2 separate regions of the Mus musculus genome follow, and region 1 is linked to region 2. A link is a contact called in public HiChIP or PLAC-seq data. All regions are on one chromosome and are shown on one strand. Each heading gives the region's core, a stretch centred on a gene start, on an enhancer-like site or on the middle of the called end of the contact. The rest is flanking DNA. Distances are from core to core; before and after follow the strand shown. Region 1 overlaps Ppp3ca (protein phosphatase 3, catalytic subunit, alpha isoform). Region 2 has its middle 12 kb from the start of Ddit4l.

Evidence for each region. HiChIP or PLAC-seq counts read pairs in DNA pulled down with a chosen protein or histone mark.
Region 1: an H3K4me3 HiChIP or PLAC-seq map of bone marrow-derived macrophages shows a contact between it and region 2, with 5 times the contacts expected there. The contact joins two enhancer-like sites. A contact is called at or near these places in 2 of 39 promoter capture datasets (hippocampal neurons and liver) and 2 of 115 datasets of contacts at active chromatin or transcription factors (bone marrow-derived macrophages and embryonic stem cells).

Annotation. Positions count from the first base shown.
Region 1 is chr3:136,787,559-136,793,351 of GRCm38.p6, forward strand. All of the region lies in intron 1 of Ppp3ca (protein phosphatase 3, catalytic subunit, alpha isoform), which reads left to right. Among named protein-coding and RNA genes, the nearest start is that of Ppp3ca, 120 kb to the left of the region's middle. Within about 2 kb of position 1,398, at least 3 of the 459 cell types and tissues checked have an H3K27ac peak or open chromatin away from gene starts, as enhancers often do. A contact at or near this core is called in bone marrow-derived macrophages, where this site is marked.
Region 2 is chr3:137,608,091-137,614,357 of GRCm38.p6, forward strand. No RefSeq gene overlaps it. Among named protein-coding and RNA genes, the nearest start is that of Ddit4l, 12 kb to the right of the region's middle. Within about 2 kb of position 2,856, at least 86 of the 459 cell types and tissues checked have an H3K27ac peak or open chromatin away from gene starts, as enhancers often do. A contact at or near this core is called in bone marrow-derived macrophages, where this site is marked.

The DNA.
Region 1 (5,793 bases), core at 148-2,647, 820 kb before region 2:
AGCACTGACATTCAATAGTTGTTCTATTTCTTGACATAAATGAATGCAGATATTAAACATTTTAGATATTACTACCATAGGATCATAAAAGCAATTCCTCAAATATATATTTTATTTAAAAAAATCTAATTTGACTTTAACCTTTATTAAAATATTCAATATTCAATCAAAATTCTTAAATTAGAAATTTAGTATTTAAAATCAGCAAATACGTTTTTGCTTTCCTGATAACCCTATATGAAATTATTCTTAACAGATTAACCAGGCAAATAAAGACATTGGTCTTGTGTATATACATTTTATTCTTCTAACAAAAAAAATTCAAGTTCACTCTTATTTTAATTTTTTCAACTGTGCTGAAATCTTTTGAAACAGCTACAATAAGTCCTTTTCATAAAGGAATCATGTTGAGTCATTATTATATAATTTATTGTATAAGACATTTGCAATTGTATTAAAATGAACCTCCCATCATCGTCAAAAGTTAAGTTGTTTTGTGATAGAACCTCTCAAAACTGCAAACAGAGACAGAGTGGATCCTCACCTGTTTCCATTCCTTGGGTCCTTTAGGCATCATGTTGAGGAAAAAAACCAAAACACATATGAAGGATTAGGAGTATACACTCTTTGTCATATTTTAATGAAAATTGCCTTAAAATTCAAATTATAGAAGTATTTGTTGGTGGTATTCTTGTGTTCATTTTCTATAATTATTCTTGAAATGGTAATTATTTTATTTAACATCTGATTTTTAAAACTTACTTCTTTTTTTGTCATATCAAGGCGTAGGTTTCCTCACGACATTTCATACATTTATTATCATTTATATGTTGGTCTCTTTTCTTCCCTCTCCATTTCTCCACTGCAGGTTCCCTTTCTTTCCTGAAGGAATTCTTGTTCTGTTCTATTGAAAAATTGCTCGGAAGACATTTTAGAGGATAGTTCAAACTGTACTGTGTATAATATATAGTTGGTAAGCCAGAGGGAAAGGGAAAATTGCTTATTTTAGTAAATGCTTTTAGCACCGCTCTGCCCTTTTATGAACACTTTTGACATATTGCATAAAACCTCATTGTGCTGTATTTGCATGTCAACAAACAGGAAAACTGAAGGAGGTCTTCAGTTTGCTAGAGAGGTGATTGGGACCCATGAATGTTGACTGAATATATTTTAAGGCTAAGGACTTGTGGATGATCCTTAGAGGAAGTGGAAGAAGAGGATGTTGCTGGGAATGGATGATGTCAAAGATAAATGAAAAGACCAGGACATTACTAAGTTGGAGTTTTATTTATAGGTGTTTAAGCATGTGTATTTAGATTTTTGAGACACTATCTTCAGTGAAAGCCTGATATTTTCAAATAAGGCAAGTGAGTCGCGTCAGTGTGACTAATGTAGCCAGAGCCCTGTTAAGTATATTCATGCTGTTCTAAGGGTCTGACTCTCTCCCTCAGACAGGGTTTGTGTATCTTTGCACATGCACACTCCATACACAGATAAACTGAGAATTGTTTAAAGCTCTATGTAAATTAAGCTAAATCTCCCAGGATGAGAACACAAAGTATAGCCTGGAAGACTCAAGTATCTTCCTGTATATTTCCCTCCCTTACTCTGAATAGGATCACATTTCACATGTTGATGGTTTGTTAACTGGCATTCTGTATTTTCAAATAGCCAAACTTATCAAACCCCACTACCTTACCACCTTAAAGCAAAACGCTTTACTCTAGGTTCATCTAAAAATGAGGCAACTAGTTACTATACACTTCCATCAAGAGAAGGAACCTTTCTTTAGATGGGTGCATTCTTATTACCTGCGGGCGGCTTCCTTGTCTCTTCCTTTCTTCCTTAGTTTTGGTTTCTAACACTTTTCCAATTGCCTCTAACAAAACCTGCAGTGCGCCATGGACAGGGTCAGCTCTTCAGAGTCCATGTCAGCTCATGCTTGCTGTCTGTTGCCCACTTTCCCCAGCCTCACTGGATTAGTTAGTTAATATGAAGCAAGGGGACACAACTCAACATTGGGTCTCTAGAATCCTGAGACTCTCCTTATAGGGGTCAATTCAGTGAACCCCAAATTTGGTAACCCCCCTACAGAAAATGAGGGTGGGACCAAGTAATGAGTTTACTAGGTAGAAATAAAGAAGATAGAGAGAGTAAATGCTTTGCATTTAAGCATAAGAAGGAAAGGAGAGGAGAAGGGAGCGACAGAGGAAGGGAGGGAGAGAAAAAGGGGTAGAGAGGAGGTATTGATGGATTTTATGAAAGAACTATATCTATACCTACCAAGTCAGTGGTGTGGGCTTCTCAAGAGAAGTGTTTAAAAGCTTCATTTATGTATGATATATGTGTGTGTGTGTATATATATATATATATATATATATATATATATATATATGAAATATAATAAAATATAATCAAATCAAACATAATCATATGTGTATGTATGTGTGTGTGTGTGTGTGTGTGTGTGTGTGTGTGTGTGTGTGTGAATGCATAGCTTGGAAGTTGCATTGTACAGACATTGTGCTCTATAACCAGGTTCAAAGATTAAGCAAAGTTGAAAACATCATGTGCAAACACAGTAGCTTGATTCCATGTTTCTTAAAGAATGTCCTGTTTGCAAATGACACTGCAAGGTTGTTTATGAGATTCCCAGTCCAGGTTAGGGTGAGAGAAGAGAAATAGCCGGTTAAGTCTAGACTCAAAGGTCACCAACATTCCTGCCCATGTGAGTATAGTTTATCTGTTGTTTTTCTCCTGTCTGTGTCTGAGATAGCTCTTGGAAAAGGGGAAGCTGTCTCTGGGAGTAGCTTGATTTGTCAGTTGCTTTGGATTGATGACTGAGCAAGCAGGAAATGTGAACTGCCCTTCCCATGTCCTGTAAGCCAGCCCTGTCTTTCTATTCTGCCAGCCTTTGATTAGAATGAAGGTGGGTGATATACACAAATGTCCACAAGATTGGATTGCCAATCTAAGGAGGTCAGGGCAGAACGTGTTTTAAGTTGTGCCTGACATGTGATATCCTTAAGCCGTTTTCTTAACATGCACTGACCTAAGTATCTCTGACAGCTCTTTTGCAGAGTCACCATGTGAATTATGAGACAAGGGCTCTTCCTTTGCATGCTCTGGTTATAGAGAGGGATGAGATGAACATGTCTGGGCTTGCAGTGGCGTTTCACCTGCTCTGTTTGATCCACTGGTGTGATGCTTGCTGGCAGTGAGGGATGGCGAGACAAAGCAGGCTGGCATTCTCTATACACTTTTACTCATGGCATAGACCATTAGGACTCCATCTGTGCTTTATGCTAATATTGCCACGGATTCTTTTGCATTAATAGTGTGTAAGTTTGCCTCTAAATTAGCTAAGAACTCGGCATTCGATTCATGATCCTGAAAGAGATGCAGAAGAAGAAGAAAAGCGTGTGAAAGGAAAGTGTACAAACGACCATTTAGTGTCTGTTCATGATGTCATGTGCATCATTTTAAATGTTGTAGTAGCTGCGTTTTTAAAAAGTAAGAAGTAGGAATAATTAATTGTAGTCCCAAATTATATTTATGTTATTAAATAAACATCTTAATTTAATATTACACATGCATATGTGTGTCTATCTATCTATCTTAGTGGGGTAATTTACATGCACACATCATTGTACTTTGAATGTGAACTGTCCCTTTTCCACTGCTCCAGGCTGCGCATTGTGTGTTTGAATGCTTTGTTTCCTGTGGGTGGCATTGTTTGGGAAAGTCAGAGACTCTTTAGGAAGTGGAACCTGTCAGGAGAAGTTGGGTTCCTAGGAGGCAGGCCTTGAGATTTTATAGCCTCAACATACTTCCAGTTCATGTCTCTTTGCTTTTTGAGTGTTTCTTTTGTTTGTTTTTCTCTGCCATGATGGACTGCATCCCTTTGTATTTTTGAGCTAAAAATGATAAAACCGTTAACTTGCTTTGCCAGGGTGTTTTGTTAGAGCAGTGGGAAAGTATCTAAGACACCTGCACAAGCATACGCTAGATCTTTTAAATGCTGGGCTTCTTATCGACTCCCAGCAGACCTTGTTTCCACTTTTCAACCCCCTGTTCCTGTCAGCACCATGGCAAGGAACTCCTGTCTCGGGGTTAAGATACTGACATAGAAATCAGGGGACATTGATGACAGCCCTGGTTTTAGCACTGGGTAACCTTTTGATGATGGATAAACTTAACTTGCCTTTGTGTCTTACTTGTAATCTTTTGTACTGTCCGTGAGTCAGGATTGAGTTGAAGTTTTTTTTTTAGTTTGCCTCACGGCCCCCTAAATAAGGAGCAATTTGGAGATGGGACCTGTGCTTAGTATGCAAAGGTCACGTTACTTCCCTACAATGACTAAAAATAAATAAATTAACATGTTCTGTGTATATGAGAAGAAAATAGAACTGGAGCCTCAGGAGTGTATGTGTGTGTGTGTGTGTGTGTGTGTGTGTGTGTGTGTGTGTGTCCCTATATGCTTCACGTTCATGCAGTACCCATGAGTTTCAGAAGAGGGCATCAGATTCCCAGTAGCTGAAGTTGCAAGCAGCTATGAACTGCTCAGTGTGAGTACTGAGCACTCCCCTCTGGTCCTCAAATGAGTAGCAAGTGCTCTCAACTGCTGAGTCAGCCCTCTCTCCAATGGTCATGCACGGGGGTTTGCCATCAGTGTGGTGGAGAAAAGCTAAGCCTGCAGTGTTTCAGCCTCTTTTCCTTTGAGAACTTGGAGTGCTTGGGGTCTTAGCTCTGATACCACTTAAGGGTTAAAAACTAAGTAAAGCATGATCTCTAAGACGTTGCTAAGGCAAAATATTCTCTTGTTACCATTTTATGAAATTTTCCTGAAAGAAGTCCTGCAGCAGATCTATCCCCCCCCCCCCTTCCAGTGAAGTTGTTACCATGACTACGAGTCTTGGTTGTTTCCTTTAGCCTAGTGGGAATCCCTTCAGAAGTGCATGGAGTTCCTCAGATATGAGAAGCAATAGTTCTAGGTATTAGGATCAGGCCCACGAAGCAAGAGCTCATGGATGGCTGCTAACTCACAATAGGGGTTTGTTTAAAACCCATTTAATTCAAAACCCAAAGCCTGGTAGGTCTTTATTTTTGAGTCATGGTCCTTGTAATCAGCTGGGCCCAGGGATCTGGGTGCTCTTGTTACTGAATCTTCTGGCTTGGTGTTTTTCTGGTGAATGTAAAACTGATCACAGCTTCAATCGATATAAAGACTGATAATGTTTCTCCATATCATACAGCTGAGCCCTGGTAGAATCAACAAATGGAAAAGAAGCTATTATATCTTGGTCCAGTGGAGGTGAACCTATTTAAGGCAGTTTTGTCTTGGTAATGAAAGGATTGCATCATCCTCACCCCATACCTCACCTAGTGTTTGTCTGTGTTACTCATTTGAAGATAAGAAAGTGACATTTTTTGGGAATGGTGTACTTACAAGAAGCTGGGTGTTCTCATTTCTCTATAGGATGTTCCCAGGAAGTCTTATAAAAGTTTATTCTGTCTTTATATTTAACACAATCACAAGAAAATTGTCTCAGCAAGATCTAACACAGATCTCAGTAGCTATTGATGAGTTTTAGTAGCGATCAGAAACGTCACTTCTCTGGGTCCAACCCGTGTTAGAAAAAGCAGTTAACTAATAGTACTCCAAGTGAAGGAAGGAGGAGAGCCCCCAGTTTATAACATAAAGCACAGTCACTTTCACAATGAGTTAATGGGAAAAAATATTCTCCAAGCCCATGGGGTTCTTTGGTCCAAATAGTTTTTGCTCAGCATTTG
Region 2 (6,267 bases), core at 1,606-4,105:
ACGGATGCACACCAAGAGTCTACAACAGTTCCCTACAACAGCAGGCCCTCGACTACTTCTAAAAATGGAAATCAGTGATTTAAAACGTTCCCTTCAGGAGTAATTCTGGGCTGGTAAGATCGGTGAAAAGCCTTAAGTGGAACTCGATAACCTACAAAGACTAAAGGGGTTAAGCATGCCCCGCAACAAAGAAAAGTGTGCATTTGTGCTTACATAAATCTCAGGGAAAGAATGGAGAAAGCAAACGACGATAGCTGAGTGTGTAAAGCCCTTGCTGTGTTAGCGTGGGGGTCTAGGTTTGAATCTCCAGAGCCCACATGAAGCTGAGCATTGCAGTGCCCTGATACAAACTTATTCCTGAGATGGCCACCAGTCAGCACAGTGTCTTTACTGGCTATGTCAGGAGGGAGTTTATATCAGTCACATTCATTGAAACATAAACAGAGGGGAGGAAAGCAAGTTTGTCTAACTAATTTTGATTACCTTTTCTAATTTCTGAGCACTACTCTATGAGGTTTCTGCCTTGAAACTTCTGCCCTACCTGACAGGAGGAAGAAAACAAAGGAACCAGGAGCTCTGCACTGAGCAATTTCTTCAGTCTGTTTGTCTCTGAACTGGAGAGACAAATAGCCCCTCAGCCAGAAGCATCGAGGAATCCATGTGGCTTTCACTTGCAGAGTCTCTGCGCCCTCAGCCCGTAGGAGGCAACAGAGATGCTGGACATTATTTGTGTTGACTTGATCTTAAGCATCAGAATACCTTGTCAGGGTCGAACAGAAGAGTGAACGGGTGGCAAGGTATTTAGAGCCTTCAATTGTGAGTCCACCAAAGCAAAGCATGTTTTCTAAAAGCTCCCCTACCTTCTAACCTTGCTCAATCATCACATGTCATGACACCACCACTAAGATAAACATACTGTGTGCCTACGGCACCACCAGTAGGGGCTCAGACCATTCTCTGTAAGTATCAGGGTGAATCATGTGTCCCTAGAGAAAAGTAAGCTTCCAAGAAGCAGGTTGGGATGTTCCAGAGGTACTGTAGGAAATATTGATGCAAATTTTAGGAGATCTCTCATCTAAACAGGCACACACCCACACTACAATTAAATTCAGAGCTCATTTTCCTGAATTCACAGAAGGGATATAAAAAGCAGAGACAGGAGGTTGATCTAAATTGGATACTGTTTCCCTCATGCCTTTTAAAGACTCTGTACCTCCCTGGGATTTTTCCACCTTCACAAACCTGTTTTCCATAACTCTTTTGCTTCCATATTTTTGGCCTTGAATGTAGTAAAAGTAAAAAACTACTTGTTAAACCCACCAGAGATCAGAAGATGCAGTCTCTATTACAGTAGGCCCCAAAGACTATGCAACCTTCACTACATTTTAATTTCAAGCTAAAACGGTGCACCAAAAGGCAGATAAAGGAAAGCATCACAAGATGGGTAGAAATTCAAAGTATTTGGTAGCCTGTGTTTTCAGAGCATCTACTGGTGCCAGGGAATGAAACCCGATCATTATATATTTAAGGAGAAAAATATGACTAACAATATAGACATGACCCTTTTCTCTTTTAGTAAGCAGATAGTGTTAAAGATAGCATTCGGAAATATTTTCCTACAGGTTCATGAGATGTGAGCCTGAAGAAACTTTGAATAAACCAATTGTGCATTTTCCTGCAAGAGAGTGAATTTTCACTTAGCCGTAAAAGCAATTTAGAGCTGTAGGTGATAAGGAGGGATGGAGGAGGTGAGGGTATTAAGTTCCATGTCTGCAGTAAATAGTTAATGGTATTGAACTTATTAAACATCAAATTCATTCAACCAACTATAGAAAACTGGGTTCTGGTTCCTATGTTTCTTGTCACCAGCTCTCTAACATTAGGGAAATTATCTTTTCCTGGGACCTTTGTGTCCTGAATTTTTAACTAATTAGATTTTTCTTTTATCTTAAAATCAGCTGAAAATAATGGGCAAATCATGCAGAGTCCCCTAGGACACAGCCAGCCATAAAGACAGAGCTGCAACACAAATAATGAGTGGCCACTCTTTCTCTGTCAAAGTCAAGACCAAAGTATTAAGTCTGTCTTAATTCTATGCGTGTGAGAGAAATAACCTTATTAAATTTATTCTAGTATATTACTCAGTTATTCTGTTCTGTTATTACAACTGTTGATGAGTTCCTATTCCAAATCCATTCTATCCTCTGTGTGTGTGTGTGTGTGTGTGTGTGTGTGTGTGTGTGTGTGCGTGTGTGTGTGTGTGTGTGTAGGAAAAATATAGTATATGCAGGATTTGGGACTTTTCAAGGTTCCAGGCATCCAATAGGCAGCTTAGAAAGTTTCCCCCATGAGAAAATAGGGACTACTGTATTTCTTTTTTATTATTCTTTATTTTGTAAATGCTTATAGTTTTCAAACAATAACTTTTCAAAATGTCTTAAGGGGAAGGAAACAGAACCACTCATGTTTATATTAGCTAGGCAGGGTAGCATAGGCATGCCTGTAATCTCAGAGCTTGCACATGCCTGTAATCTCAGAGCTTTCACATGCCTGTAATCTCAGAGCTTTCACATGCCTGTAATCTCAGAGCTTGCACATGCCTGTAATCTCAGACCTTGCACATGCCTGTAATCTCAGAGTTTGCACATGCCTGTAATCTCAGAGCTTGCACATGCCTGTAATCTCAGAGCTTGTACATGCCTGTTATCTCAGAGCTTGGCAGACAGTGGCAAGAGGACTGAGAGTCACTTTGGTTGTCTACATAGAGATTTTGTGGCCAGTCTGGACTCCATGAATCTCTGTCTCAGGGAAAAACAAAACAGAAAGCCAATGGAGTTCCACATGTTTGCAGAGCAGGCGTTCGTGTGTGCAGTCAAGGGCTCGGAGGCCCTCTCTACGTGTTCGCTGAGATACTTTCGGTTTTGGTCTAACTTCTCATTTAACCCCTTAATTTTTTGAATTTGATAAAAGAATAAAGCAATCTAATGTTTAGGAGTTATAGTAGACCTGCTGTGCATGGTAAGCATTCATTTTAACTTACACTAAGAGCACTGAGGGTCTGAAATCAAGCAGGCCATTGTTTAAAGGGATGGAAGTGTGTGGAAAGGGACTGAGACCTACAACCCTCGGCTAGACAGCGGTTCCTCAGTGAGAAGCCTGGACTTTCAGGCTGAGTGCCCTAGAAAGCCAGCCCAGAAAGGAGCCAGTGCCAAGTTAGCATTAAAAAAAAATAGAGGATCACAAGCTTAAAATTCCCCTTCCTTTATGGTTTTACCTCGTACAGACACAGCACATTTTTAACAGGTTGCCATGGAGTAAGAGAGTCAACAAACACAGTGTGGATTCTGATGTAAACACACACCAACAACAGCATCAGGAGACATTGTAAATTAGGCTTTTTGTTGCTGTGCCTCAATATCTGAGGAAAGAACAAAAAACAACAACAAAGTAGGAAGTATTTATCTGGGCTCATGGTTTGAAATCATCAGTCCATGGCCAGATGGCCATGTGTCTCTATGCCCAGGTAAGAACATCATGAGAGAGTGGAGTGGACAAGGTTGCCTACCTCATGGTGACAAACTGCAGAGAGGAGAAGGAGCTCAGAACAGGGTGTGTCCTTCAAAGCTATACTCCAGAGTCCTGCTTTTTCTAGGGAGGCTCTGCCCCCTAAAGCTTCCAGCTTCTCCAATAATAGCACAAAGATTCTAGCACATGACGTTTTGGGCAGATGCTTCACAGTAAGACCATAAAATAAGGGAGTCTGTGGCATTTTAAGGGGTCCCTTGTGTCTATAAGAAGACCAACTGTGCTGTGTAGACCAGAGATCTCCTTCTAGGAAAGGAGACATAGTCCATGGGGGGTGGGGCGAGACATGGGGGAAGATGGGGTGCGGGGGCAGGGGCAGGGGAGATGACCTACTTTTACAAAGTCAAGTTTTAGAAAAATCTTTAGAAAATTATCTAATGCTGGATTTCTTCCAGAAATGAATCCCGTTGGTTACTTAATCACTGGGTCAACTGGTCCTATTAGGTAGTCAATCATTAACTGTCCTCATCTTTTCTCTCAATGTTTTTAAATGTCAACTCCAGTGTATAACTGAATGAGCATGGTAGCCCAGGTGACAGGAACTTGCCCTCACTCTCTTGGCCCTCTCTCAAGCCCTGGGATTTGATGAATGCTGAAAGGCCCCTTTTGTTTTGCTCTTTATCTATGCTTAACCTTACCCATAACCTAGAATTCCAGAAAGTAGATTCAACATTTTTCTAGGTCATGGCGGCTGACAGTAAAATGAAGCTATAGTGGATACCCCTTAAACATGAATCAACAAACCAAAATGTCAAAGGTTTTGCATTCTTAATCCAAAGCTCAGGGAATCTGAGAAAGTCTGTGAGCCAACACAAAGGCAAAGCGTCTTCCTGACAAGCGATTCCCTTAGATTAATTCTTTGACCTAACCTAAAGCAACTCTCACCCCATCAAAACTTCCTGAATATGCTTGTTTTTAAAGGGTAGATATACAAATTAAAATTTATCCTCTAAATATATCTATTTTATAAACAACATACAATCTAAAATGTTCTTTGCCAGAGGAAGTAAAACCAAGCATTTCCAAACTGCATCAGGTCATTCAATCTTAGGAACGTTGCCACTAAAGCAAAACAGAACCAGGGTTTAGGCCGTTTCTCAGGGCCTCAACTGGCTGCAGCACCACCAGCAGCTCCTGTCAATTGTGCCTGATCTATATAAATTGTACTTCCAATAACTTGAACAGAATTTCCAAATTCGGTTAACAGGTTTGTGTTATTGTTGGACAGGCTTGTGTTATTGGACAAATCCAGGCCTCGCTCTCCTTGGCTTACAGGTAGGAATCTGGTTGGGAGGCTCTTTGCCAGACAGAAACTCTTGAGACACAGGAAGCCAGAATGTTAATCAATGAAGGTCCCTAACTCCACTCAGGAAATATTCAGCTACGAAGTTCAATTTGTTGTCAAAATACTTGAAAGTATAGACCAATTCTGTGAAAGAACCTCTCTTTTAAAAACAGATGTTTGCATTGATTCTCTGAGAATTTCAGACAATGCATTTTGACCATATTCACCACTCACCTCTTCCTATTCCCACCTCCTCCACAAGCCCACCCAACTCTAAGGTAACTTTTGTTAGTTTATGATGCACACTCCCTGGGCATGGGGTTTACCACCAGGGATCCCGTCCTGACAGAATACTGGCTCTTCTCTCCAGGCAACTATCAGATACTAACAGCTTCTTAGTGAAATGATAGAATTATCTGCCCATCTTCCCTACTCTGGCCAATGCTGTGCTAGACTCTCTTTTTATTCAATACTGAAACACCTTTTATGATGTTTCCAAAGAAGTCACAGTGGATGCATCACTGAAGATGTGAGCTGCTGTTTATCTATGGTACATTTTTTCAAGTACAGCTGCTCTGAGCAACTATGCTGTCAATGGTATATCAACTAGAATGAACTAAAGGATTCTCATGTAGCTAGTGAAACATGATTGTGGGATCTATATCCAGAGGCTATTAGCATTTGAATTGATAGAAAAAATCCAGTCTCATTAATGTGATCAGTGGTAATACAGTATGTATTGAATCAAAATTGAATAAAATGGTGGAAGGAAGATAGATAAATTCTCTCATTCATGGAGTTGGGCCAGCTATATGCTGTTGCCCATCACCACTCCAGATTCTCAGAGCTTTAGCCCCAATCTGAGACTTACAACATCAATCTCTGTGATTCTTGGGACTGTAGATTCACAGTGAAATACACTGCCAGATTTGCTGGTTCTCTGAGATCCAGATGGTATTTTGTGGGACTTTTCAGCTTCTGTAATCTAGTGAGCCAATTCTCTCTTATAAGTCTCCATATGAAGATAGGTAGATAGATGGTAGATAGATAGATAGATAGATAGATAGATAGATAGATAGATAGATAGATAGAGACAGGCAGACAGGCAGACAGACATACATCTCTCACATGTGTATAGGTGCTTAAGGAGGTCAGAATAGGGTGTCAGATCCCACTTAATCAAGAGTTAGAGATGGTTGTGAGTTACGTAATGGGAATTCTGGGAACTGAACTCATGTCCAGTGAAAGAGCAGCAAATGATCCTAACCACTGAAAAGTCTCTCCAGAAACCCAAACTTTTTTTTTTTTAAAGTTCCAGCTGATGAGGTGGTACATGCCTGTAATCCTGAAACTTAGGTAGAGCAGGGATGTATCCATTTCAAGGCCATCCTGGACAA